Regions from separate parts of the Mus musculus genome. Here regions 1, 3 and 4 are each linked to region 2. The links are chromatin contacts, called in public Hi-C and promoter capture Hi-C maps. All regions are on one chromosome and are shown on one strand. The core of a region is the stretch at or near the end of the contact, and the rest is flanking DNA. Distances in the headings are between cores, read along the strand shown.

Evidence for each region. Promoter capture Hi-C pulls out the DNA fragments that hold promoters and counts their contacts. A called contact is a pair of places that touch in the nucleus more often than the background predicts.
Region 1: a promoter capture Hi-C map of pre-B cells shows a contact between it and region 2. The contact joins the promoter of Ppid here to the promoter of Serpini1 in region 2. A contact is called at or near these places in 2 of 39 promoter capture datasets (cranial neural crest and pre-B cells) and 1 of 484 Hi-C or Micro-C datasets (B cells).
Region 3: a contact with region 2 is called in a Hi-C map of neutrophils, with 13 times the contacts expected there. The contact joins the promoter of Etfdh here to the promoter of Serpini1 in region 2. A contact is called at or near these places in 4 of 39 promoter capture datasets (the C10 cell line, cranial neural crest, liver and 1 more), 9 of 484 Hi-C or Micro-C datasets (CD4 T cells, CD8 T cells, brain and 5 more) and 1 of 9 other capture datasets (liver).
Region 4: a contact with region 2 is called in a Hi-C map of regulatory T cells, with 11 times the contacts expected there. The contact joins the promoter of 6430573P05Rik here to the promoter of Serpini1 in region 2. A contact is called at or near these places in 1 of 39 promoter capture datasets (pre-B cells) and 2 of 484 Hi-C or Micro-C datasets (regulatory T cells and uterus).

The regions. Positions count from the first base shown.
Region 1 is chr3:79,588,089-79,595,594 of GRCm38.p6, reverse strand. Ppid (peptidylprolyl isomerase D (cyclophilin D)) reads right to left here and starts at 4,258. Exons shown (of 10, transcript NM_026352.4): 1 at 4,038-4,258; 2 at 1,845-1,985; 3 at 287-393. The coding sequence starts at 4,122.
Region 2 is chr3:75,552,471-75,559,513 of GRCm38.p6, reverse strand. It overlaps Serpini1 (serine (or cysteine) peptidase inhibitor, clade I, member 1), which reads right to left and starts at 2,021. Exons shown (of 9, transcript NM_009250.3): 1 at 1,872-2,021. Pdcd10 (programmed cell death 10) reads left to right here and starts at 2,662. Exons shown (of 8, transcript NM_019745.4): 1 at 2,662-2,792.
Region 3 is chr3:79,623,724-79,630,410 of GRCm38.p6, reverse strand. Etfdh (electron transferring flavoprotein, dehydrogenase) reads left to right here and starts at 1,644. Exons shown (of 13, transcript NM_025794.2): 1 at 1,644-1,893. The coding sequence starts at 1,860. 4930579G24Rik (RIKEN cDNA 4930579G24 gene) reads right to left here and starts at 1,332. Exons shown (of 2, transcript NM_029482.1): 1 at 1,055-1,332. The coding sequence starts at 1,234.
Region 4 is chr3:79,284,068-79,290,824 of GRCm38.p6, reverse strand. It overlaps 6430573P05Rik (RIKEN cDNA 6430573P05 gene), which reads right to left and starts at 3,970. Exons shown (of 2, transcript NR_165170.1): 1 at 3,016-3,970; 2 at 982-2,446. It also overlaps a transcript of Rapgef2 not described here.

The DNA.
Region 1 (7,506 bases), core at 3,009-5,508, 4.0 Mb before region 2:
CCTAAGTAGGGTATGTAAAAGGGATTGGGAGTTCAAGGCGTGGCTAAGCTAGAATGAGTTTAAGGCTAACCTGAGCAACTAGGAAAAGACCCAGTCTCAAAATAGAAATGGGAAAGGGCAGCTGAGTGATGAACATCTTGTCTGGCATAAGAGGCCCTAGTACCAAGGAGGGGGAGGGGGCCAGACAACAATCTGGCCACATCCAAAGGTATTTTTTAGTGTCATAATCCAAGTATATTTCAAATATATAGTCTTTCTATTAGCAAAAACAAGAATTTTTCTTTACCTTATAATGAAAATTTTCATCTTCAAATTTTTCACCATAAATACTTTCGCCACCTGTCCCATTCTGATTTGAGAAGTCTCCACCCTGAATCATAAATTTCTTAATAACTGCAAAAAAAAAAGGAATAGGAATATGACCATTAGTAACTAAAGCAGGTTATCTCAGCAGTGCTAATGAATGAGTACTAAAGACTACTTCCTAAGTTCAACTTTAGTAGTGGCCCTGGCCCTCCTCCCTGTGTCGCCCCTAGCCCTCCTCCCTGTGGTGCCCCAGCCCTCCTCCCCTGTCTTGAGCCATCAACTCTACTTGAAGACTTCTCACAACCTAACTCCAACATACTCATTAGTGACTCCCCACCAACTCTCAAAAAATTAACTCTCTGATTTAAGTCAAAGGTAGCTTCCCTTTATCTCTGTATAAGTGTTACCGAAAGACGTTACACTAACTCTACTTCCATTTTATTACATGTAATAATCTTGTCTTCTCCAACAATGAATTCCTTAAATATCATCTTCCCTTCCCTCCCTTCCCATGTTAACTTTTCTAGATACATTTTTGTGAGCATACATTTATACATTATTAAATACAAAAGTGAAGTCAAGTTTAAAACATTTTAAAAATCAGTGCTCATATTTCTCTCTCTCTCTCTCTCTTTTTTTTTTTTTTTTTGGTGTTTTTCAAAACAGGGTTTCTCTGTGTAACAGTCCTGGCTGTCTTGGAACTCAAGAGATCCATCTGCCTCTGCCTTCTGAGTGCCAGGATTAAAGGTGTGCACAATCAACACTTGGCTCATTTTTCTTAACAGTATTTTTAAGAAAACCGAACCAGCGGACTAGGTGTGTAAATCAGGGTATAGTGACACCCTGGGTTCACTCCCCTGCAATACAGGAAAGTTGCTGACACTGTCACGTACTTGTTTATTCAGACATATTTACTGTGCTTACTTAGACTGTCATTAGCTGAGAAAACAGAATGGTGAGTGTGTGTGGCTCCCGAGCTCCGCTGAGCCCACAGACCCCTAGGATAGCAGACAAGTAATTTGTATGAAGTAATAGTTTAATCACACATTACCAAGGTGTTCTGGACACCAAATGTCAAATACTTCTCAAACATTCTGCCCAGCCTGTCAAATGACCTAAAATCAGCTTATTTATCTGCCATGCCTTTTCTTTACCAATGAAATGGTTTGAAGAAGAGAGTTACAAGACAGATGATATGAGATAAACTATAGTCCACTCCGACCATCAATCCTACGGCATACCACCAAGCCCTTATGACACTGAGCTACCACTTTGTCTAAGTATCCTTCAAGAAATTAACACTCTGAGCTGGGCGTGGTGGCCCACGCCTTTAACCCCAGTACTTGGGGGGCAGAGGCAGGCGGACTTCTGAGTTTAATCCCAGCCTGGTGGACAAAGTGAGTTCCAGGACAGCCAGGGCTACAGAGAAACCCTGTCTCAAAAAAAGAAAAAAAGAAATTAACACTCGCCGTCCCTTCTTAAGAGCAGGACTAATATACATATCAAGCTATTTGGACAGAGGAAGTTTGTATACGTACTTCGGTGGAAAGGGCATCCTTTAAAATGGAGAGGCTTCCCGGTCGTGGACCCAGTTCCTTTTTCTCCTGTACACAACGCACGAAAATTTTCTGCAGTTTTGGGAACAATATCTGCAAACAATTCTAAAACAATTCGGCCAACTGAAGGAAAAGAAAAGGACATCTTGTCAGTGTGCAAACTGAACAGGCAAACCAAACGGAGATAACGAATTACACAACCAGTGGCTAACACCTCATCCAACGTGTCATTCAGTTCTCTTTAACCACGTCACTAACTGGAGTCACAATGCTGTGGACAGATCTTCTGCGCTTACCACTCTTTAAATGAAATTGTGCATCCTTTAACTGCCATCTTCCCAGGCTATGGTACCTATCATGCTACTTCTCTAAGTTCAACTTTTTAAAGAGTCCACAAACGTGAGAGCCTATTGTAGGTTATTTCATGCACCATACTATCCTCTAGAGTTAACTACAAAGTTATAAATAAGATTTCCCTCTTTTAAAGGCCAGTGTTATATTCTACTGTGTATACAGCACGGTGTATGTTCTCATGCTTTGACAGACACTAGATTGGTGCTGTGTGTGTTGGCTACTGTGAATAACGCTGCAGTGCCTCGGGTATGCATACAAACTTCATCTCCCTTGAAAATAAGCCCAAACACGGAACTGTCAGATCCGTGTCACTGTCATCTCATTGTCATTTTTCTACGATTCCTATTTAGTCTAAGGAAAGCTTCGTAGATCTAAACTTGAAACAACACAAGATTATAACTAATTACAGCATCCAGGCGATTAGCTGCCTAGGAAGCACAACATGGTTTAATGTACAAAGGATTTAAAACCCTAAATCACTTAAATAATATTCAGACTTTTAAATTTTTTTATTCTGGGCTGGAGAGATGGCTCAGTGGTTAAGAGCACTGACTGCTCTTCCGAAGGTCCTGAGTTCAAACCCCAGCAACCACATGGTGGCTCACAACCATCTGAAATGAGATCTGATGTCCTCTTCTGAAGGCATCTGAAGACAGCTACAGTGTACTTAGATATAATCATAAATAAATCCTTAAAAAATATTTTTAAAAAAATTTTATTTTATGTGTGAGGCTGAGGCATGTAGTGTGGAGATCATGGGACAATCGCTGGGATTCAGGGTTGGTGGCAGACACCTTTACCTGCTGACCTATCTCAGGGGCCCTGCACTCAGAATTTCTAATCGCTAAGTAACTAACAGAAGACATAGTCCACTCTGTGTTCTATGGAAACTGCCTTTTGTAACCTCTGAAACAGTTCCCTTCTCAAGAATCCAAGAGACAGTTAACAATAAAATCTGTTACAAAACAAAGTGAATGCATATATACCCGTGTGTGTACCCATCCCAGCAGGTCTGGCCTACAACTCTAACATGCTTCAGAAAAGCCCAATTGAGTTACAAAGCAACACGAGGGCTTATGACAGTGTTTCTCAACCTTCTTAATGCTTCCACCCTTTAATATAGTTCCTCATCATAACTGTAAGTTTGCTACTGTTACGATTAGTAATGAAAATATCTGATATGCAACTCGGTGAAATGGTCGTTTAACAACCCACCCTCCAAGGAGTTTCCTCCACCCACCGGTTAAGCCACTGGCTTAGGGCTTCTTAGCTCTGAATCCTAGGTAACCATACAGACATAGTGCTCAATTCCATGATGCCAAAACAGCACAAACGATCGCCTACTTAAACTGCTACTATAATCAGTAATAAGGAAAAAGCACTAAGCACGAAAGTCACTCTAATTTGAAAATGATCTGGTAGCTCCCAATGTAGTTCGTGTACCAAGAGGCACGTGGCGTGTCTTGAGCCCCCCAGGCACATATCCAGGAAGCATACCGAACTATCCACCACTACTCGTCAAATCATTTCACTTTATAGTAAGTAGTGATGCAAAGGTTGCAGGGAAGTGCGATCAAAAAGAGACAAACGATAGGGACGCCACGATCCCTAAAGTAGAAGTAGAAATTTCCAGAAACTTCCACCGGAAGGGAGAGGGCGCAATCTGGACTCGTGGAGGCCAGGGCTCGCTCCGTCTGGGACCTAGGCTGCTATCCCCCTCCGGATCCCAGGCCCCGAGCCGCCGAACAGCCAGCGGGCCAAGGAGAACCGCAGCAGGGAGGCCCCGGGCGAGGGAACCGCTGAGCCGTTCGCGCCGCTCACCTCGCTCCCCGCCGATGTCCACGTCAAAGAAGACTCGCGGGTTCTTGGAGTTGGAGGGCTTGGCTGCCGGGGATGCGTGGGACATCTTCACTGCGGGCACTGGGCAGCGGGACACGAGCACCTCGTGCGCGAGACCGGAGCAAACTCTACTGCCCCTCTACGTTATAACCTGGCAACGCGCGGAAGAGTTACTTCCTGCGCACCGCCGGAAGCTGTACTCTGGTTTCCGGTGGCGCCTTCACCTTCCGGTTTCTGCGCCTGGCCCCTAATGCTTCTCTTTAGGTGGCTGTAGTGGCCGTCGGTTTCTTTTTAGTGTGTGCGCCGTTCCCTGGTGTTTGCTGCATCGCTGGGTGGAGAATTTGGAAACCATCCTAGCCTCGACTCTGCCACGAAATGCCAGTAACTACAACGAAACTTAGTTTACTCGTCTGTAAAATGGGGATAAAAATGCCTCCTCTGAGCAGACATGGTGGCTAGGCGGCACGACCTGAGTCTGATCCCCAGGATCCGTAAGGTGAAAGGAAAGAATGTTATCACCCAGTTGCCATCTGATCTCCACGAGTATGTCGTAGCATGCACACAGAAGCGCACATACATAAATTAATTGGTGCCTTCTTTTTCTTAATGCCTACCTACCTAGGGAAGGCGTTTTGGAAATTAAAGACATAAATTACTTATCAGAATGCCTGACATAAACATGTGGCTTCTAATAAATAACAGATGTCCAGTTACTATTGCCATGTTATTGTCATTTGGCCGTTAAGTTGTAAGTGACCCAGTCTAAAGCAAAGGCTCCAAATGCGCTGATGTTGAGAATCTAAAAGAGGATTTATTTGACTTCTGTTAAAACTAGATATCCTATAATAGTCTGTCTTTTTTTTTTTTTTCTAATGGGCTTGGTGTAAAATACACAACTTAAAGTTGAATGTGGTTATTCAGTACTGAGGAGGTAGAAGCAGGACGATCTATGTGAGTTCCAGGCCAGCCTGAGCTATGCCAGTAAGAATTTAAAAAGTGGCCATCCAGAGACTGTCCCACCTGAGGATTCATCCCATATACAGTCACCAAATCCTGACACTATTGTAGATGCCAAGAAATGCTTGCTGACAGGAGCCTGATATAGCTGTATATAGAGGCCCTGCCAGAGCCTTACAAATACAGAGGCGGATGCTCACAGTCAACCATTGGACTGAGGGGGTTGGGGGTCCCAATTGAGGAGTTAAGGAAAGAATTGAAGGAGCTGAAGGGGTTTGCAACCCCATAGGAAGAACAACAATATCAACCAACAGAGTTCTCAGGCACTAAGCCACCAACCAAGGAGTACACATAGCTCCGGCTACATGTATAGCAGAGAATGCCCTTGTCAGGCAACAATGGGAGGAGAGGTTCTTGATCCTATGAAGGCTGGATAGATGCCCCAATGTAGGGGAATTGAGGGTGGGAGTGAGTGGTGGGTGGAGGAACACCCTCATAGAAGCAGGGGGAGGGGGTGGGATAGGGAGTTTCTGGGAGTGAGAAGCCAGGAAAGGGGATAACATTTTGAAGTGTACATAAAGAAAATATGCAATTTTTAAAAAAGAATAAGAAAGTACATTTAGGACGAGTAGCTTTGGCATAGGCCTGTTATGCCAGTAGTTGATTCCATGCCAGGAGAATCCAAAGTTCAAGTTAGCCTGGGCTAAGTAAAGAGGCACTCACTCCAAAAAGACAAAAAAGGAGGTAAAACATTGTTAAGACTGGCCAGGTGGCACTTATGAGGTAGAAACAGGAAGATGGATAGTCCCAGGTTAGTCAGTACTACAGAACGAGACCTTACCTTTAAAAAATAAATAAATAAACCAGCCCAGGAAAAAAATTAACCAGCCCAAGTTGGTACCCAGCACCTATAATCTCCGCACTAGAGGCAAGAGTATCAGGAGCTAAACACCCAAACAAGCTCGCTCTTCTGTAAGTTGCCTTGTTCATGGTATTTAATCACAGCAACAGGAAAGTAATTAGTTCAGATCAGCAAAGCAGTTGGAATCTTCTATCCTGGTCATGTCCGGGCAGCAAACTGGTCATTTATATTTTGTCTTGCACATGACAATGATAAAGTTAATTAAAATGTGTGCTCAGGGGTCTGAGAAGATGTCTCACTCAATATGCAGGCGGATCCCTGGCACCCACTCAAAGGCTGGGTGGGGTGGGCACACAGTGGTCCCAGTGCTAAGGAAGATGATTCCTGGAGCAAATTGGCCAGTCGATGTGCTCGAAGTTAAAGGAGAGACCCTATCTCAAAAAATAAGATGGAGACCTGCCATACTCAATATCAAACTCTGCCCTCTACATTCATACACACATCCAGACAAACACATGCAGACAATACACACACACACACACACACACACGTTGCTGTTGTTCTAATCTACTAACTTGAAATCACTGAGGGCAGTCTGGAATGCGTAGAAAAACTCTCCTAAAAGGAAACACAAGAAGGAGGAGAGAGAAGAAAAGCTAGGGGCAAGCTGAGAATGCTGGCTCCATTCTCATAAGAAGGAAACTGGACAGGATGATTCTGTTGTTGTACAAGTGTCTGGGTGTGAAAACTGATGTAAAAGTTACTCTCCCGCTACCTAGGATTTTTTCCACAGTAAGTGGCTTTTTATGAAATTCGTATTACTAGAACCAAACCAAATGAAGAATCAAACTTTTTTTTTTAATTATGTGCTTGTGTCTGAGTTTGTGTATGTCAATTCAGAGACCCACAGGGACCAGAAGAGGGTATTGGTTCCCCTTGAGCTACCATTATAGGTGGTTGTGATCCTGCTTATGTAGGTACTAGGAGCCAAACTCCAGTCCTCTTGGAAGAGCAGCAAGCTCTCTTGACCCCTGAGGCCAAAGCTTTGGCCCTAAGAATCCAGCCTCTGCAATTACTGAACACCAGATCTCTACTGAGAAGACCAGCCTCTCCAAACCTGCTGCCTCCGCCAACTGTCTGCTTGCTCAGGCAGGTCACTGGGGCTCTGACATCTCAGCGAGGACAGAGCAGAGCTGTCTCCTAAGGCTGAGGATCTGGCTTCACCTAGACAGAGGGGCCCTGTCTGAGGGCATTACCATACGTATTTTGTTCTTTCTGCTTTTCTTAAGCACAGAATAGTGATATTAACACATCCCGCCCCAGTCTCTGTTTAGTTCTCATTGCATATCACTCCACAGCTGAGCACTCTGTGTTCATTTTTTAAAAAGATTTATTTATTTATTTATTATATGTAAGTACACTGTAGCTGTCTTCAGACATACCAGAAGAGGGTGTCAAATATCATTACGGATGGTTGTGAGCCACCATGTGGTTGCTGGGATTTGAACTCAGGACCTTCAGAAGAACAGTCAGTGCCCTTAACTGCTGAGCCATCTCTCCAGCCCCAGCACTCTGTGTTCATTGCTTCAAGAGAACAATCTGCCTTCTAGACCAAGGTGTTGCAGGAATAGA
Region 2 (7,043 bases), core at 772-3,271:
TTACAAAGGCTCTAAAAGAACTTCATTGCCAGTCACATAATTAACTATTATCTTTTTTTTGTGTGTGTGGAGGGAATAACCAGAGACAACAGGTATTCAGTTTCCAAGTGAATCAGCAAAGAGCCTGAACATCTAAGACGGACTCAGGACCATGCACCTACCATCACACATAACAAGGGCAAGGACAACCTTTTCCAAGTTTTATTAAACCACCAGATCACATTTTCTCTCCCAAAAGCATTTTCTGGAGATCACATAGCCAGATGGCTATGCCAATTAATAGGTTTCTAGTAGTATACCAAAGATAACATCCATCCTTACTGTCACTGCTAAGTTTAGTGGCTTCTATAGCTTTTTTCGAATACTTACATGATCTGCTTAATCTAAGCCTAGATATTTCTTGGTTTTGCTTATTTATTTATTTTTTAAGATTTCTCTGTGTGCCCAGGTCTTTGGTGTATTAGAATGTGGGAGAAAAGGATTTAATTAATTTAGTAGTGGGCATCTCTCATCAGTATCTGCACTTAGTAGGACTGAACCTTAAGTAATGGAGAGAATACCTTTGAGCCACTTTAGTTTTAGAAGGCATCTTGTGTGCACTGCAAAAACAAAATTCAAAATCTTGCAGTAAACCAGAATAGTATGACAAAAGAAGAAAATAGAAGGTGATTTCTGGATCTTATTGACCCCTCTTTAAACAATCTCAAGTATTCTGGCACCCTATGGAATAGTCAACTGTCACAAGAAAGCCATTTCAGAGCAGAGTATGCTGCAATATGCTACATGACTAACAGGCATATAATCTGGGACACTATTTCACAACAAAAAAATGAACTAAGCACGTAGAATTTTAGTACTTTTCCAACCCAAAAGGCTGTAATCTGTCATAGGTGCAAAGGTAGGATTGACTACCTAACATAACAAGTATTACAACATAATTCCACCCGTATGTATTACTAGCATTCAAAAGAGTATACACACAATGAGAATGAACTATTATTGTGTGATACTATATACCTCTAAAATGAGAGCCCATTATAAAATACTAAAGGTTATCATTTTACACATACTCTCTTCAATAGAGGAAAGCTCCTCCACACAGTTCCCTTGTACTCCTGTTTTTAAAACACGAACAAACGTTACCGGACACAAATGAGAGAATAAGAAGCAGCGAGGAAGTACACCATATGTTCCCGTTGTAGGCTAAACCCAGGTCTTTGTTTCAATATTCCAGCGCCAGCAGGAAGGAAAAGCCAAATACCCACCCATTTCAATTTATTTTCTCATTAATGCTGGTAAAAGTTATACTTAGGATAGGTTTAGCCGGAACCCATCCTATCTTATTATTTGCTTCTTTAACCCATATCTTTTGCAATCCAAAGACCCTGCAATACAACCGGTTATCTTGGATAGACTGTCCGTGGCAGGACAATCTGATAAACTAACACAAGCGTCAGGCACTGAAGAGGACAAAGTTATTTTCTTAGTGAAACAGTTACAAAGTGGTTCTCTATCAATGCCAATTTTGCCTTTTTAACAGCTACGCATCTAGCTTGACACCATCCACCTGGTACTCAATTAGCAGGGCTTTCTTCAATCTTGTGATCTCCCAGACCAGTTTTAATGGTGCAACTCAAAACAAAATCCTTAACCACGCCCTTAATATCCCAGGCAGAGTTACCTTTTGTTTTTTGTTTTTTTTCTCTCTCTCTACCAAAGTCTGTAATTGTACGTAATTGTACTGAAAAGGTTTGCACCGCGATCCTAAGTCAACATAGCACTCTTTCCTCCAGTATCCAGGCGTTCCTATTGTCAGATGCCTTCCTCCCCAGGTTGCTGTGCTGTAGCCCGCAAGTGGCGCCCACGCTTACCTCCTTCACACCTGCAATCCCCGCTCGGGATGCTGGAGAGGATGCTGGGCAGGCTGAGACTGCTCCGGATGCTGCTCTTGCCTCTCTCCAGGGAAACTACAGACTAGGCTGAGCTGAAGCTTCTTCTGAGATTCAAGCTCCGCCTTCCCCGCCTCTAATTGGCCGAAGCTCGGGCTGCGGCTCCTCCCACTGCCATCTGCGCAGCCTAGGCGCAGAGCGGTACCCGAGGTCTCTTAGTTCCTGGTGCTCTGACCCCTTCATTTCGGACTTTCTCCCCTCTGGCATCGCACCTGGCCCTTCCTCAGGTCCTGCTTAGCTCTTTTAGCCGGCTGGTCCAGTGAACACGGGAGTGGGCTGTCCTTTGGGGGTATGGGGGTACTGTTGCTTCGGAGTAGGCGGAGCCCACCGGTCTAGCCCCTAGAGCCTTCCTCCCCGCCTACCCATGGACTCAGCCCAGCCTCCTGTCGCTTGCTACCTCTGGCCCCCCGCCCTTTTCTTTACACCCATCCGAGGGCACCTCCCATCGGTGGGCGTGGCGTTGTGGGCTATCTTCTCATTCTGATTGGTGCAGGTGAGACTCGGCCCCGCCCTCCCTCGTTTCTGGGCGCGCTCTCTCTTCATCTCCTCCCCTCCCTCAAAGACAGGGAACTCTCTTCTGATTTGCTAGAAGTGTCCCCACCTATTGCCTAAGGCGTTCTCGCACAGCCTTCTGGGAAATGTAGTCTTACTATTGCAGGAAGTGCTAACGGAAATGGAGGGCGGAACTACAAATCCCCATCGGGCCTTGCGCGACTCCTGCTGGGCAGGATTCCGGACAACGCCTGGTTCCTTTCGGGTCCTTCCGGCGTCGCCGGAGTGAATTGATCCGGGAGTTGAAGAGGGCTCCAAAGGTGGGAAGTGAAGTCCGTGCCTCAGTTGCCGGTAAGGCGAGGTTTCTCGGTTCGGGTCCGCACGGCTCCGTGGGCAGCCAGAGCGGCCTGGGGTCAGGCGGGGACCGAGGCGGAGGTGCTGAGGCTAGGCTCTGGCCGGCGGGGCGGACGGGTGGGGAGCCGGGCCTTGTGGGCGTCAGCGAGGTCTCTACGCGAGCTGCGGAAAGCTGGGTTTGTAAATGCCTCCTGCCCAGCCCGGCCCGGCGCCTCCAGGAAGTCCGCTGTGGGTTTGGGTGGAGGGGAAGGGTGAGGTCGGCCTCCCGGGTCTCCACTGACCGAGGGGGCGGATGTGGTGGGGTGAGGTCCCGGGCAGGTGAGGCTAAAGCTTGGCTAGGCCTGGAGGGAGCGTGGGTGCCCGGGAGTCGCCTCCCGGTGTGGCTGGGGTTATGCCCTTTGAGGGAAGAAGAGAGACAGTGTTGACAGTTCCGACTCAGTTCCAATTTCCTCTCTGAGGAGGTGATTCTTAACTCGGAAGGTTTGTGCCTCTTGACTCCAATACGTCAGATGGATGTATACTTCTCAAGTGCCCTCGAAGCGCTTTCACTTTGGGATGCTAATGAGACTACTGTAGAAGCAAATGACGTGCCCAAGGTCACACAGATCTTCAGAGTCTAGTCCTCCGAAAGTCCAGTTTCTGACCAGAGTTGTCGGCTTAGGAAGAAAGAGTGGGGAGGTGGGTGGTAGTACTGGAAGCAGATAGAAGAAGTTGCAAAGTAGTGTGCCTGTTTGTCAGAAACGGTTGTGAGGTGCAGAGAGTTGGTTTGTTGACGTGGAGTGGAAGCTTTGCCAAAGCATCCTCTCTAATGTTCTGTAAAACAGGAAGGATCGCTTTAGCTTAGATCTTTACCCCTTTTTCTGGGGTCTACTGAATGATAACACTCACTTTCCACACGCCATTTTTAAAGGATAGATAATATTTAGGAATAGCTCAGTGTTGCCATTAAGAGAATAGTCCTTTTCATTTCTATTTTCTTACCATTTTCAAAAACTATGGGTGAAACTTTCACAGAACTTACTTTACAGATATTCATGCTTTCATTAAGTGAAAATTAAGTGCAGAATCTTGGAGAAATTGTACCATGTTCATTACAAGAAGTGACCCTTTGGGGGGGGGGGTCAGGTTTTTACTTTTCTCTCATTTTCTTCACTCCATGTGTAGACAGTAAAACATACACTTGTATATTTTCTTTTCTTGGCATCATCAGTGAGTTTTAATTCATTCTTATTTAATGTTAATGAATGATAAAAATGATGCTTCTATATTGAATGGAAAGAACTGCAGGCTTACTATGTAAATTAAAATATAAATACATAGTATGTACTGTAAGTATATATGCTATATATTGAATGTGCTTTGCTTGCCATGATTAATATTAATTTTTTTTTAATGCAAAGCTGTTTCTGGGATCAGAAGAACCAGTCAAAATGGTCTTGTTTGAAGGGGACTTTTAAAGAAAATGGAGAGTTGTGGTACCATAAAATGAAGCAAAATCAGGAATAATGTAACACCACACGTCACAGTAAGGGAAAAGTCACTAACAAAAGGGAAATTATCTGGGATTAATTGGTTTTGAAGTGGAGTTTGAAGTGCATTAATTTGAGTGGGCCATATGTAAGTCAGTGCTGGTAAAGCAAGAATGCTAATATATTTTCTAGATGACAGTGTGGACATTTGTTGTTTGCTGGGAAAGGTATGAAATAAGTTTTAAGTGGCACACAGCTGTGTTGGTTATGGAAGGACTTTTTTAACAACAAAAAAAGTTTTGTCTTTGATTTAGTCCTACTCCAACTCTGTCTGTATCTCTGAGGCCCATCATACTGTCCTGTTTCATCGTCACTACAGTGTAAGTGCTGAGATGAACAGTGAGATGAACAGAGAAGATGATTTTGAACATCCTTCAGGCTCTAGCTAGAGCTCACAGATCGGATGTTTGCCTGTAGTGTGCAGCTCTCTTTGCCCACATTTGTTCCCTTAAAGAGCTTTGCATCAACTCTCAGACACTATCCATTGCAGGACTTTGGAGGTTTTCCTTAAAGAGCCATCTCTCTCTTAAAGAGTAGTCTGTAAGAACAGGGTCTATATATTATTTATCTTTTTAGTCTTGGTAGAATAATTGAGTGGCTAAGGGGAATGGAAAAGGAATGGCTAGGTGACTTTCCCAAGGTCATATGACCTGGAAAAGATCAGCTTATAATTAATCCATGTATTTTCACTATAGGTTTTAATATTGTGTTCAAACTTCGATTATTTTATGTAAGAAAAAGACTGACCATTACAGATGTCACTATCTCCTTATTCTGTTTAATGCTACTAATTTGTCCTCAATTTCCTGAATGTCTCCAAACTTATTCTCAGCTGTCACCTTTTTTTCTCATATAAGTTTCTTCCTGATTTGGGGACAATTTTACAAATTCCAACTTTCCACCTGTCTAGTATAAGGGAGTTTTATTTTCTTTTACAGCAAAACTTCTGTGTAACTTAGCATTTTAGAAAACCTTGCTACTGCCTTTTTAAAAAGCAAATAAGATTCATTATAACAAAATATAGATATGGAAGAAGGTTTTTATGGACTCTATTCTTCCCTTAGATTTTAACTTCAAAACAATTATTTCACTTACCTTGTAGCTAAGGACACCAAAACTAGAAGTAAATTTACTCCTTGGGACTCAGAAGAATACAATGCATTGCTAAAGTCTTGGAAGGACTAGAGCCAAGATTTGAGTATAAACCTCTCCTATGTTTGTTTGTTTTAGTTGGTTGGTTGTGGTTATACCCAGGATTTAATACAACCTTGAGAGAAGATGATTTTGGGAAACTAACTTTCTAATTTCAGAGGAACTTATATTTTGCACTTCTTGTAAGTTATATTTGAAGCAGGGCAGTGGTAGGGTATGCCTTCAATTCTGGCACTTCAGAGGCATAAGCAAGTATATCTCTGAGTTCGAGACCAGCCTGGTGTATATAGAGTGAGTTCCAGGACAGCCAGGGCTACACAGAGAAACACTGTCTTGAAAAACGTTATAATTGAGGGATTTAAGGTAATATTTTACTTTTTTGAACATATGACACTTCTAAGATTAAAAATGTTTTTAAGTTTGCAAACAAAATTTTAAGGATATAAAAGGCTAGATTTTCTCTAGAAGACAAAATTCTGTAATTTTTCTCAGTAGCATACTAATATAATAAACCAGAGTAGATTCCCACTCTTCCCCATATAATTGACACTTACATACTATTGACACTTTTCACAGTAGGAGCTTATTATTTCTATACTGATTTAACAATGTTTTAACATCTCACTAAACATTATCGGAGCAAGGCCTTCTCACTTCTTCTATCTTAGCTCTGAGCTATGTATGTAGCCTTTACTCATCTGTTTTCTTACCAGTACACTTCCCAGTAGAGGATTGTGTTTGCTTTCAGTTTTGATGATGTGGTAAGGTTTATTATTAACCATGGTTTTTGCTAAATTCTAAGCTTACTTGGTACTTTTTGGATGATAGTCTGAATATTATTTGAATCTTCAATAACAACTTAATATTTACCTTACATAATGCAGTTTGCAGGAGATTAAGCAATTATTTATGTGTTGATAGAGTATTAGGGTTATTACAATAGGTGGTATTACTAAGAATTTTAAGCTAGTATATAAATTTTCTTCTGAAATATATAGAAGATGGTATAATTTTATACTTCATTGCATTTAAAATACTGTGTGTTTCAGACTTAGGGCAGTAGAATATTTATACACATTCATAAAAATAAAATTTAAAGTACTTCTATTAAGGCAATTAGAATTAATTTATTTGCTGCAATTGAAATGAATTTCATAATTAAATTTTATATAAACATAGGCATTTTATTTAAGCTACAAAACACACCTTGGCTGGCATCACAATATTAGCCTTATTTTTCAAGGCCACCTTTACATTTGGAGTATGGGAAGCCATTTTTTCGAAACTACCCAAAAGTGATTTGAACTTATTTAATCTCCTATTACAGTTGCTTGGAATCTGGTGTTACTGTAGGAATGAAAGAGAGCACAAGGATTGTTATAATCATTAGTTTATACTGAATTATTGGGCATGCACTGGAAATTAACCTCCCTTTCCTCAGTCAGAATGGTCCCTTGAAAACCCATAGGAATGATCCTTTGATTCATCCACCTATGAATTAGTTGAGTGTGTTTTACGTGTGAGATTGTGTACTTTGGAATGATCTAGAATGGCCATTGCATAGACC
Region 3 (6,687 bases), core at 395-2,894, 4.1 Mb before region 2:
TTGTAACCTGTATTGTTTGGGGGGAGGGACCTGGACTAATACTTCAGCCATCTCTTTTGACAAAAGAATAAAAACCTGTCAGCCAGTTCTAGTTTCCAAATCTTTTGTGTGGTTATTCCACAACCCTCTCCAGGAAGATTGTCTGCTACATACTTCAGTCCTTTCTCCCTCTCAAAGAGTCCTTATAAAGTGCCACTGTAAACACATAAGTGGATGCTCACAGTCAGCTATTGGATGGATCACAGGGCCCCCAATGGAGGAGCTTGAGAAAGTACCCAAGGAGCTAAAGAGATCTGCAACCCTATAGGTGGAACAACATTATGAACTAACCAGTACCCCGGAGCTCTTGACTCTAGCTGCATATGTATCAAAAGATGGCCTAGTCGGCCTTCAATGGAAAGAACGGCCCATTGGACTGGCAAACTCTATATGCCTCAGTACAGGGGAACGCCAGGGCCAAAAAGTGGGAGTGGGTGGGTAGGGGAGTGGGAGAGGGTATGGGGGACTTTTGGGATAGCATTGGAAATGTAAATGAGGAAAATACCTAATAATAAATAAATAAAGTGCCGCTGTGACCCTCCAACCCCTCAGCGTTATACGTGTTGGGGTCAGGAAGTTATTTCTGGGAATTCGAGATTGAACAAAAACTTTACAGAATTTTTGCATTGCAAGATTCTGTTCTAAACTGTCCTATCAAATCCATCTGCCGGCTGTGATTAGCCCTGGTCCACTCAAGTCCAACACAGAGCCAAGTAAGCGACACACAACAGCATCACCAGCTGGCCCTGGGCTGGTGGCCAACTAGAAGCACAAGCTCGAGTCCCTTAGAAAGCACCAATGGGCAAGGAGGCAAGCTATGACCGCCCAAAGTGCTCCGAGGGATGGGAGGAGGCGGAGAGAGGATCCTGGCAGCGGGGCTGCGGATGACCGCTAGCAGAAGGAGAAGGAAAGAAAGATGCGGGAAGAGAGAGCCGAGGCTAGCCCTCAACTCCAAGAACCGCAGGCAGGAGCACCCTAGCTGCAATCAGCTCTCAGCCGCAACGGCGACACTCACGTCTCCGATCTGCAGCTCCACTTGCTCCAGCGGGTCCACGGTTGGACCGGGACTCCTGCTCGGATCCCGCCAGCCCAAACTCACTGGCATGCTGAGGGACGACGAAGAGGCGCCTGACGACGGAGATGAGGGAGGCGGCGGCGGCGGCGAAGAAGCCCGAAACTCCTCAGAGTCAGCCATGGGAGTGAGCTGGGGCTACTGGACCGGATCAAGCAACCGAACCCTCACCAACTGCCTTTCGACCGCTCGCGCCCAAAGCCCATAGGCTCCGCCTCCTCCCACACGGAGTCCCGCCCCATCTTCTCGTTTGTCTCTGCCCTGGACCCCAAGTACGTCTCATTTTTTCCAGACAGCCAATCAGATATCAAGCCAGGCGTCACCAGGCTCCTGCGCACAGCTCCAGGAGCTAAACACTACAACTCCCAGAATGCCTAGCAAATCAGCCTCGCTATGCTTCTAGGGCGCATGCGCACACGCGAGAGCTTGTCGGCCTCTTCTGCACACTAGGTTCCTGGCTGAGGATGACTGGGAGATGGAGTCTTCTGCCTTTTCCTGGCTTGTATGTGACCCGGAAACCTTACTGGCCTTCGTGTCCTCTGTGGCGCCGGCGCAAAGCAGAAGAGGGGCGGGTACGCCGCGAAGCAAGGGCGGTCGGCAGAGCCCAGACGCTGACAGAAGCTGAGCAGTCGGGGCTTCTTGGCAGGTGATGGCGCCCCTCGTAGCCTAGAAGTCCAGCACCCTCGGCAAGCCGCAGACCCACGCCTCTCTCCTTTGTATCTGGTCAAGTCTCCGGGTCACTTTGAACATGTTGGTGCGACTAACCAAGCTGTCCTGCCCTGGTGAGACGAAACTCCTGGTGGGGACAGAAGGAGCAAGGTGGATAAGTTGGGACAAAACAAGACTGGGGCCACACCCGGGGTACTGCCAGCATCTCTTTCCTTGTCTATTGTCTTAGGCTAAACTAGGGCAAAGGTCAATGCTGTCAGCGCCTGGTGGCCGACCCTACCTTACCGACCTTGGAGTTGCCCCAGTTGGCAGAATTATCATCTAGGTTAAAGGTCATGAGAAGAGAAAATTGTCAACACTGCCCCCTCGGTGGAGTTCCCCCAAATGCCGCTCCTAATCTTTACCTCAAGGCTCAGGTATTATCTGCCGCCTTATTAGGAATGGGAAAGAAAGAAAAACTTGTGTGGGTTTTCGCCTTGGCTCTGACCTGACTTTGCAGCCATAATAGTCTAATCTTAATTGAAGTCTGAGCTCTCATATCGTATTAACTCATATATTACCAATTATGTCTGGAGTCGGAATTTTTTCTGCATTATCCAGAGTTAACACCAGGCGTTTCTGTTATGGGTGTTTCTTAAAGCAGTTGCAGGATAGTTTTAAGTTTTTACTTAAAAACAACCCCCTCGTTCAAACAGAAGTTTAGAGGATCTTGAATTCTGTTGTAACTGGCTTAATATAAATCTTTACTGAAGTTAATTTGGCTGTGGGATTTTTAAACAAGTATTTGTATACTTGTTTAAACAATATGGTGTATATTCAAACCAAGCATCTATTATCCACAGAAGATGGTATGCTTTGAGAGCCATCAGTTTACAGTCTAATTTAGATGCAGTCTTGGATCTAGTCAGTGACTTTTCTTTAAACGCTAATTTGTTACATTTTCATTACTCAGTGTTACCTCTAGTGGTGACAACTAAATGTGCTAAGTATGTCGTGTATGGCTGATCCGGTGTTCAGTGACTCTGACTTTGCTTTCTACTGGAACTCTGTCTTTATGCCTAAATGTTCAGATGGGTCATGAGAGATACCATGCTCGTTTAAGCAAAGGAATAAACGTTATACCTTTTTAAAATTCTCTGGTGGGAATCAGAGGCCACGGTTCCAACTGTTCTCGAGCAAATTAGTAGCTGTACAAATAATAGAATGAATTTTCAGAAGTAAATGATAACTTGTATATGGTAAACTACAGGGTATAATAAATACCTTTTAAATGATGATAGTATGTTTGAACTCAACCAAATTTGCCTATAAGTACTTATAAATATCTTTCCCCCGTGAATTAGGGTAAAAAAAAAAAGATTTAATCTTGGACTTAATAAAGTATTTCAATATCATCGACTGATAGATTGATTTTTTTTCAAGGCAGAGTTCCTCTGTGTGGTCCTGGCTGCCCAGGAACTGGCTCTGTAGACCAGGCTGGCCTCAACCTCACAGAGCTCCATCCACCTGCCTCTGCCTGTGCTGGGATTAAAGGCCTGCACCACTACTGCCCAGCAATATAATACTTTTTAATGTGCAAAACAAGCTAGGGAAGATTTGTTTCCCTACCTCTTTAAAATTATCAAAAGAAATGTATAGTATTTACAAGACATTAGACTTCTACTCCAAATGTTTTTTTTTTCCCCACTTCATTCAAATTTATTGTCTTGATGCCAGGTATCACTTGAGAAACTATTTTGTTAAAATATTTAAAAATATTAACCATGTAATTGGTGGTAAAAATAAAATTAGTTTATATAAGAATAATTTGTTAAAAATATTTCGTCTTCTTTTTTTTTCTTTTGTTTTTCTTTTGTTTTGGTTTGGTTTGGTTTTTGGTTTTTTTGGTTTTTGAGACAGGGTTTCTCTGTGTAGCCCTGGCTGACCTGGAATTCACTCTGTAGACCAGACTGGCCGCGAACTCAGAAATCCGCCTGCCCCTGCCTCCCAAGTGCTGGGATTAAAGGCATGCGCCACCACACCCGGCCTTCTTCTTTCTATTTAATTAAGAAAAAATTTACCATGGCCTCAGGTTCCATGATTTCAGAGATAATTTCAGATCAATTACTGTTCTCAGAATTTGACAAGTATTAGAAGAAACTATCTGAATTCCTATTTGTCTGATGTAAATAGGGCTTATCGTTATTTCACATCTCAGAAAGTTATGAGGGATATTTTGTTTGGAACAGGTTCTCATATAGCACAGGTTGGCTATAATCTGATTGTCGTGTGGCTGGAGATAACCTTGAATTTCTGATCTCCCCACTGTGCATTACCACATGGCTTATGATGTACTGGGGATCCAACTAGGCAAGCACTCTACCAACTGAGCCACACCCCATCCAAGACATAGTATTAAAATGGAAAATTCTTAACCATTCATCCTGTCCAGGAAAGTGTAAATTATATAGTCAAAATGAAATTCCTTGTCTTTACTACTTTTTACAGTCCATTTACAAAAGTTTCCTCACTTGTAGATGCTTTATAAGACATAGTCCAAGTTAGAAAAGACCTCACTATTGTGACGGAAATTAAACAGTTTCACAGGCTTCTATGTACATAGCCATTGAAATCGTTACTAGGAAGGTTCTGATCCTGTTAAGAAGCACATAATTGTTTTTGTTTTTGAAACGGAGTCTCAGTGTAGCCCTAGCTGGGCTGGAACTCCCTGTGTAGTCTAGACTGGCCTTATTGTCACAGAGATCCCCCTGGCTCTGCCTCTAAGTACTGGGATTAAAGACATCACCATGCCCATCTGAATAGCTGTAGCTCTTGTATTTCAGTCTTCGATCTGCCTATCACTGTATTTTTTATTTAACTTTTTATTTTGTACTTGCTTTAGGCTTTCAGATGAGTTGCAGAGAAAATAGAGTTCCCATGTGTCCTTCTCAAACTTAACATCATATATAATCATGGTGAATATGGAGACTAAGAAACTAACATTGGCTGGACGGTGGTGGCGCACACCTTTTTTTTTTTTAAAGATTTATTTATTATTTTATGTAAATACACTGTAGTTGTCTTCACACACTCCAGAAGAGGGAGTCAGATCTCATTACGGATGGTTGTGAGCCACCATGTGGTTGCTGGGATTTGAACTCTGGACCTTCGGAAGAGCAGTCGGGTGCTCTTACCCACTGAGCCATCTCACCAGCCCAGCACACACCTTTAATCCCAGCACTTGGGAGGCAGAGGCAGGCAGATTTCTGAGTTTGAGGCCAGCCTGGTCTACAGAGTGAGTTCCAGGACAGCCAGGACTACACAGAAAAACCCTGTCTCAAAAAACAAAAACAAAAAACTAACATTGATGAAATGTTATTATACTACAAAACTATTCAGGTTCCCATTTTCTGGTTCAGGATCTAGTCCATGTAGCTTTTAGTTAGCCTCCATCTATTTTCATGGGACACTTCCTCTGCTTCTTGTCATTTGTGATTTTGATATAAGCATTTTATTGAATGCCTCTCAGTCTAAATTTACTTGGTGGTTTCTCATGATTTCCTGATTAGACTGAGGTGTAAGGATTTTGAGGGTGTGTGCCACAAAGGTAATGAATCTTTCTCATATCATATCAATAGCATGTGATATCACTGTAATGCTGGTCATATTTAAATGGTATTTGATTCAAATACCATTTGATTCACTTAATTCAAATTATAACTATAATATTTTTACTGTAAAGTTAGTTTTTTTTCTTTTAATATTCCACTTATTAGAAACTAGAAAGGTCCAGTCCACACTCAGTAGGGAAAGAATCAAAAAATATGTGAATATATAATCACAGTCTTTAGTATTATAAGTTTTTCTATAAAAAAAATTGTGATTAAGCTTGATATAGTGGTGAACACCTTTAATTTTAGCCTTTGGGAGACAGAGGCAGAGGCAGGTGGATTTCTGTAGTTCAAACCCAGCTTCATCTATTTAACAAGTTCCAAGCCAGCCTGGGCTATATGAGACCATGTCTCAAACAATTAAAAAAAATGGATTGAGTGGAATTCATTTGACATAAAGAGCAATGTATACATCCTTTGCTCATTTTTTTTTTGAGAAAGCAAAACAAAAGTAACAACAACAAAAAAACATATTTTTTTCTATTTTTATGCCATTTAATGAGTAACTATCCCCCTGCATCTATTTTTATTATACTATCAGCCATTCATTTTATTACACTGTCTCTCACTTGTTTTAAGATTGTAAATTTTAGATGAAGAGGTGCATTATCGGTTAAGACTGCTCTTCCAGAGGTCCTGAGTTCAATTTCCAGCAACCACATGGTGGCTCACAACCATCTATAATGGGATTCTATGCCCTCTCCTTGTGTGTCTGAAGGCAGCAACAGTGTATTTACATATATAAAATAAATAAATCTTAAATAAAACAACAACAAAAAAAAAAACAACAAAAAACACATTATGGGGCTGGAGAGATGGCTCAGCAGTCAAGAGCACCTGATGCTCTTCCAGAGGATCCAGGTTCAATTCCCAGCACCCACATGTCAGCTCACAACTGTCTGTTACTCTAAGTATAGGGATCCAACCCCCTCACACAGACTTGTGTGCAGGCAAAACATGAATGCATAAAATAAAAATAAAATAAATGATTTAAAAGAGTTGAAATTTTGCTTCATGAGCAAAAGTTAGCTGTATCACTCATAAGAAAAATAATTTTCCATTTTGATTTGTGTTAATTATTAAGAATATTCATTCAGAGCTGGGCAGTGGTAGCACTTGCCTTTAATCCCAGCACTTGGAAGGCAGAGGCAGGTGGATTTCTGAGTTCGAGGCCAGCCTGGTTTACAGATTGAGTTCCAGGACAGCCTGGGCTACACAGAGAAACTCATTCAGCTTAGAGATTTTTCAGTCTACAAC
Region 4 (6,757 bases), core at 2,721-5,220, 3.7 Mb before region 2:
CATGAAGGAACAAAGGGCAGAAAGCCCCCTCATCTTTACACTTGCATTTCTGAGGCAGCGTAAGAGATGACTTGCTTTGATTAAGGGCTGTTGTCAGTTTGAGGTTGGAGTCCTAGCTGGCACGTTGTCAGACCTGTGCTTGATTCTGTCTTTCAAGTCACACCCAGTACAGTATTGATGCTCAAATGTTAAAAACAGCAAAGCACGGCAAGTATTAGGTGTCCTGGATTCTGAGTGGTGATAGCTTTGTTGACATATGTAGATAAGTGGATTATAAATAGTGAGGATATTAGCTTTAATTGATGTCAAATGATAGCTTCGAAGTTGAACCTGAGTTAGTCATTTGGTTGGTGCAGAAGGTATACTATTAGGCCTTACCTAAGGTCATTGGTATAGTTCAGTATCACAGTGGAACACTCAGAGGGGAGGGGAAGAAAGAGAGGGTGGGGAGAGAGAGGGAAGGAGAAGGAGGAGGAGAAGAGAGGAGAGAAGACCAGAGGAAGAGGAGAGAAGGGGAGGGAAGGGGAGAGAAGAGGAAGGGAGGAAAGGAAGAGAGAAGTTTGAATCTGGAATTCACAATTTTCTAACAGATATGGCTGAAGATGCTTCTGCCCAACACCCATGCTTTGCTGATTCCTCTGCAAATTCCATCCTTTCCTATCAGTATGAAAGTAGACCTTCCTACTTTCTGGGCTCACCAACCACGACCACAAAGTGGAACGAGGAGAGACCATATGTGTCCCTTGTGAGGGGTGTGGTACACTTTACACAAAATTATCTGATCTCAAATATGTGAGTCTTTGTGTGGGATGAGCAGAGGCAGAGACACATTGAAGAATACAATGTACAGGCAGCAGTCAATACTCCCTGTACCAGGACTGCCTGGTTCAGTTGTTGCTCTCAGTATTTATGATAGGTTATAGGAGTCTCATGTTGTTAGCTTGCTCTAGATCACCCCAAAGCTAAAGGCAGGCCTGGAACTAGGGCAAATCACACAGCCCACTTTATTGCCAGTTTCCCCATCTGTAAACAGGATGATAATAACTGTCCACAAACCTCAAAGGGTGGGGATGACGAATATGATCTTAAAAATAACAACTATTTGTTGAGTTCATACTATGGCTCAAGCACTGTGCAACATCTTTGCATGTGTTGTATTTGATACTTGCAAATCTTCAGCACGAAGTAAATGCATTCTTTCTGTAGGACAGAAGACAGGCTTAGTGGGCTTGTGTGTCCTCTTGCAACTTCCTTTTTCCCACCATATAGGTGTGATAATAATATATATCATACAACTATAAGGTATTTGAGTAATTCGAGTATCCATCCAATAATACTAGTTGGTATAGAGGTCAACAAAATAAAAATCATTGACGTGCACAGCTGACATTACAGTGGAGTAAGAAAATACAAAATGAGTAAAATACAATATGCAGGTTAGGTGTTAAATAAAGCCAGGAAGGTAGGCTACGCAACCATGGGGAAGATGATATTTGAATAAAGATGAGAGAAGAGCAAAGGAGGTGGAAAGCAGCATTCCATCTGTTACATATGTTTTCTTTTTCTTCCGTGGGTGGAAGGGGAAAGGTAGAGCCAACACAGCAGTAGAAGGAACAGCAGATGGAAGGCCAGGAGATCCACATTTGCTTTATTTCTTTAGAAACAGCATGGAAGCTCGTGTGCCTGAGGAACTGAGTAGGGAACATAGTGGATATGAGAGTAGGTCAGAAGAGGTCACAGGTTGGAGGACTAGGTTCAGGGGTCATTGAGGCCACAGAGTTCTAGGCTTGTGGGATGAATGTCATGGAAGATAAGCAGTGACTCACGGGAGCACATTTACACCGGCTGCTGTCATGAGAATGGGCTACTCAGAGGAAAACAAACTAACAAATAAACAAGAAACAAAGAAACAAGAAAGGAGGGAAGGAAGAAAGAAAGAAAGAAAGAAAGGAAGAAAGAAAGGAAGAAGGAAAGAAAGAAAAAGGGTACTAGGGATATAACTATAGAAAAATGCAATCAGAGGGTTGTAGTGCTTTGGACCATGATCACTGTAGGAAAGGTGGTAGGGACTGGAATACACATCTATTAGAACTTTGAAAGTTGAGGTAGAAGGCTGTACCAAACTTTGTTGCATAGAGGAGAAAGAAATTAAGAAGATACTAGGATGAACCCTGGGGAACCTGGATGGTGATAATGGTGTCTTATTAATTGGGACATTTAAGGCTGTGGATGGGGGATGTTTGGGACAAGAAAAGTGGAACCAGATTTGTACACACACACTCTGAAATGTCGCATAGACTCCAAATGGGGAATGTCGGGTATATGTATTTTGCAGATCATTGGGTTTAAAATTCTCTTTTTCTGTTATTTTGCTTTTGAAGTGGAGGTTTAGCCTGGAGAATTCAAGTTGCTGCTCTAGGACTTCAGATAAAGCAGGAAGCAGTTGCTGTAAAAGCAATAAAACCGGACTTATTAGATATACTTTGTAACTTAGACTCAGTTCTCTAAATTTTGGCCCCCGCAGATCCTTTCTTTTTGGAAGTTATGCAATCCGTTTAGCGCTGTGCTGGCGAATTTAAGGACTTCCTCCCCTACTAGCTGACAGCCTGTCCCAATTGCTTACAATAATAAACTGGATATCGAAAAATATGCTTGAAAAAAAGGTTTTTAAGTTTGAATAACAATTGTCTTTAGTCTCCACACAGACTTCAAACACTGCAATCTTCTTTGAGGCTGACGCTGCACACCTCAAGCCTGGTCAGGAAGGGATGAACTCCCAAGAGCAGGGACATCTTAACACACTAATATGGGCTTTGTACCGGGCAAGTCTGGATTGGAAACTCGCGATCCTGAGAAGGTGCTCTGCCCAGTGGAAGGCAAAGTCCGACCTAGGATTATTCATTCTTGATTATGTCAGAGAACTTGCTGTCTTGGCCTCTAGATTACAACGGGCTGACCTGGTGTTTTCTTGTCCGATGTGATACCAGGTCTGGAGTTGGAAAGCCACATTCCTACCTGACTAACGCAGGAGTCATTTAAGGGTTTAGATGTCAGTGAGCGCGGAAGGTAGGAGAGCAACGTTGTCCTTGCAGTCACTACAAATAAACAGAATCCAAGGATGGTTAATGTTGCCACCGAAGCAAAATCCCAGTCAGCCCTAAGCTTTGGGAAGACCTGCCACTGCAGCCGAGTCCTCACAGGGACCTCTCCCGGGTGGGGTCAGCTTCCAGCCCGGGAAGAGGCGGGAGACGTGCCGCAAGGCCTGGGATGTGGGGTCTAGGCCAGAGAGTCGGGGTGCGGCCGCTCAGCTATGGGATCAACGATCGCAACAGCCCCGGCTGTCCTGGCTCCCACCGCACCTGGCCCCGGCAGAACGCGGCTCTCAGCGAGGGCGCGGCCCCGCCAGGCCAGCGATGGGGCGGGCCGGCGCCACGGGGCGCTCCGCCCCCGATGATGCGGCGGCCTCCGACTGGCCCCCGGCCCGTCACTCACTCCTCACCATGGTTGCAGCACAAAGCAACAAGCCCCGGAGGCCGCTTCCTCCCTGAAGAGTGGCTCCGGCGGCCGCCGAGGCGCAGGAGAAGGAAGAGGCGGGGAAGAGGAGGCGGTCGCCGTTCAGCAGACGCTTGGCGGGGCTGCGCGCTCCGCTCTCGGCCTCGCGCCCGCCGGGGACCCGTGTCTGGCCCGCCGCGCCCGCCCGCCGCACGGACGACGCACAAAGTTGCCTAGAGCGCGGGGGCCGCGCGGGGAGCAGCCGCGCTCAGGCGCCGATGGGGGCGGGCGGCTGGAGCTGCGCGGCCCGCGGGGATGCAGCAGCAGTCGGGAGGCGCGGCCGACAGTAGACGGAGGCGCGGCGCGGCCACGGCGGCCGAGGCCAGCGGGCTCGGTGGCTCCCAGACCTGAGCCGGGCTCACCAGGCTCAGCGCGCGGCCCTCCCTCTCGACCGGCGCGCGAGGACCCGGGACGCGTCAGAGCGAGCGCGGCCGGAGCGGGTAGAGCCAGGGCCCCGCCGGAGAGGCTCCGCCCGCCGTCGCTTGCACCTCCCTAAAAATAACTCGGCCCGCCGGGGCCAGCGCGATCCGCGACCGATCGGGAGCGCTGCCGGGCAGTCGCTGAGTCCGAGTCTACGGACAGCAAGCCGCGAGGAGGAGGAGGGCAGCTCCGGGCTGCACGGACCTTTCGTGCTGTCTGCGCCCCGGCCCCGCGCCTGGGCTGGTTTGCCTCGGGCAGTGGCGCTGGGCCGGGAGGCCGGCGAGTGTGTGGAGCGGACCCGGTGCGCCCCGCAGGGGGAGATGGCGTCCTACGTGGATAATAGCTTCCGCCAAGCGGTGATGAAGAACCCCGCCGAGAGGACCCCCCAGGTGAGACGCGCCGCCACCCGCCGTGGGGTTGGTGTCTGCAGACTGCGCCCTTCCAGTGCCCCGGCACTCCTCTGCTGGGGAAGCATCCCATTTCCCCCATCCAGGACCTTCCCTGCCCCAACTTCCAAGGGCATTCTTTTCAGACTGTTCTGCGATTGCTGCCCTCTCCTCTGCTGTCCTTTTCGTTGCGCTCCCCGTAGCTGACCTTGCCTGCGCCTTTGCGGGACTAGTTGTCTATAGGGTATGCCTTTCTCCGGCCACACTCCTTGGGGTTGAGTCTTGGGGTCAGGTCTCAGCTCCTCTCGGCCGGGTACTCTTGTCACCCTGACTGCAGGCTCAGTTACTCTCTTGCATGTATCCCATCTTTAGAGTTTAGGGGTGTTTAATGAGCTGTAAGCAGGAACTTGCAGGGTTGTGCGATGAACTGACTGGCCTAGGTGGGCCTTGTAAAGTGAAAGCCTGTCTTTAGTTACTACTTTACTTTCTTGAAAGAGGAATGTTGTTATCCATCGAAAGGAAAAAGTTGACAGGCCAGCGCTTTTCATTCCAATTGTAGATGTAAGTGCAGAACAGGCGTATTCGACTCCGTCTTCTTCGCAGGGCAGATTCTTTCGGTTTGCACAATATGGTCAAAATTAGATGAGTGGTTAACGTTTATACAATTGTTTATCCTCAGGTTTTTTTTTTTATTTTTAAACGGAGGGATAGCTGGTGGGTTAGATTTGATTTTTCTTAGATTGGATTAGCGAGGGAGGAGTGTTATAAAAAATGTGGTTTGATTTCCGTTGCTTACTGGCTACATGACGTAGATTCCTAAATGTTGGGATGGCGACTACAGGCGATCCTGCTTGCCAACCCTGCAGGCAAAGAAGATCTACAGATCCTTGGGGCCAGCAAAAACAGCGAGGATCCGATACTTGACAAAAGTTGCTTTGCTTGTCTGGGGATGGGATGCCATCTGTCCAAATCCAAGTGCTGCCCATCTCTGATGATGATTATTTAATGGGCGAGAGACTAGAATAAAAGCGAATCTTCCATTGGCTGCTTTTGGACAAGCCCCAAGAACGGCACCTGGTACTGTTGTTCTTGATGGTTTTCCTTTTGCTTGGTGGAGCTGTCACTTGTGGGATATGAATATAGATTACACTTGCCAAGCCTGGGAGATGGACTGTAATCGCATAAGAACGTTCACTTCACGTCTTCAGAAGTACCTACTCCAAAGGGCAGTTTTTATCAGGCACTGAGCATGCACGCCTTTGATCTGCTCCCTTCTCTGGTGGTGGTATAGCTGCCCTTCATGTGTCTTCATCATCTCTATTTGTTAAAACGGTCACTTATACCCATTTTCTGCTCTTGAAAAGACACTGCCAGTTTATTGTGTAGGCAAAGCAACTTTCACGCGATCTCTCAGTTCTTTTCAAGAACAGAGTTTGAAATGGCCAAGTGAAATTACACATGCAAACCGAACAAGGATAGTCAGTGATGTCCGAGGCCTGGTGTAGAAATGGGGAGGGTGAAATGGGGTGCTAGGTTGATTAGTTAGAATAACAGTGGAACCTACTGTCAGGTAGGGAGGGCTGTGCATGCGTGTGTGTGTGTGTGTGTGTGTGTGTGTGTGTGTGTAGGGGTGGGGAGGTAGAGATGGTGGGTTACCAAATAAGTCTGGAAGAGGCACACCTTCCACTTGGACAGCCTGTGGATTGGCCAAGTAAATAGGCTGTTGTTAGACTACTATGTTCCCCCGCCAGTGGTGTGGAATATAGAAACCAACCTAACAGAGGACTCTTGGCCCAGTGAGAAAGTGGGCGGGTTACTATATACCCAGCTAGCTAAAAGCTCCATTGAGAATCTGGGAGCTGTCTTTACCCCACCTGACCTCAGGAGAAGCAAACAGAGAAACTGCCAAACATGGTGAACATTCTTAAGTGTCAGCCCTGTTAACTTTGATGTTCATTTGGTTTTTACCAGTGTGAACCCCCCAGCTCTGTTTATCGCTTTAAAGAGAAATTAGTTTGAACTATGAGTGCTTTTCCATCCTTCCCTAAGTTGTCAGAAGTAATTTATCCAGAAGTTGGAATTCTCCTCGAGTAGAAAACAGGCAGTGTTGGTTGCACCTGTGGGAGCTTTTCCATATGTGGTATATTCTCATAGATGCTTGAGTGTTTCTGTAATATGAGTAAAAACAACATGGTGGTATCGCTTGATTCAACTGGAAGAACAAGAATTAGGGAAGCTTTGCTGTGGAGTATCCTATTTCTGAAGACTGACTTTGATAAAGGAGTTTGTGTGACAGGCAAAACCGCAAGGTTCTGGAAAGGAATGAATGAAAGCATTTATTTACTTATTTATTCTTGTTGGGTCTAGCTCCTCCTCCCTTCCCTAGCCGGCCTTACCAG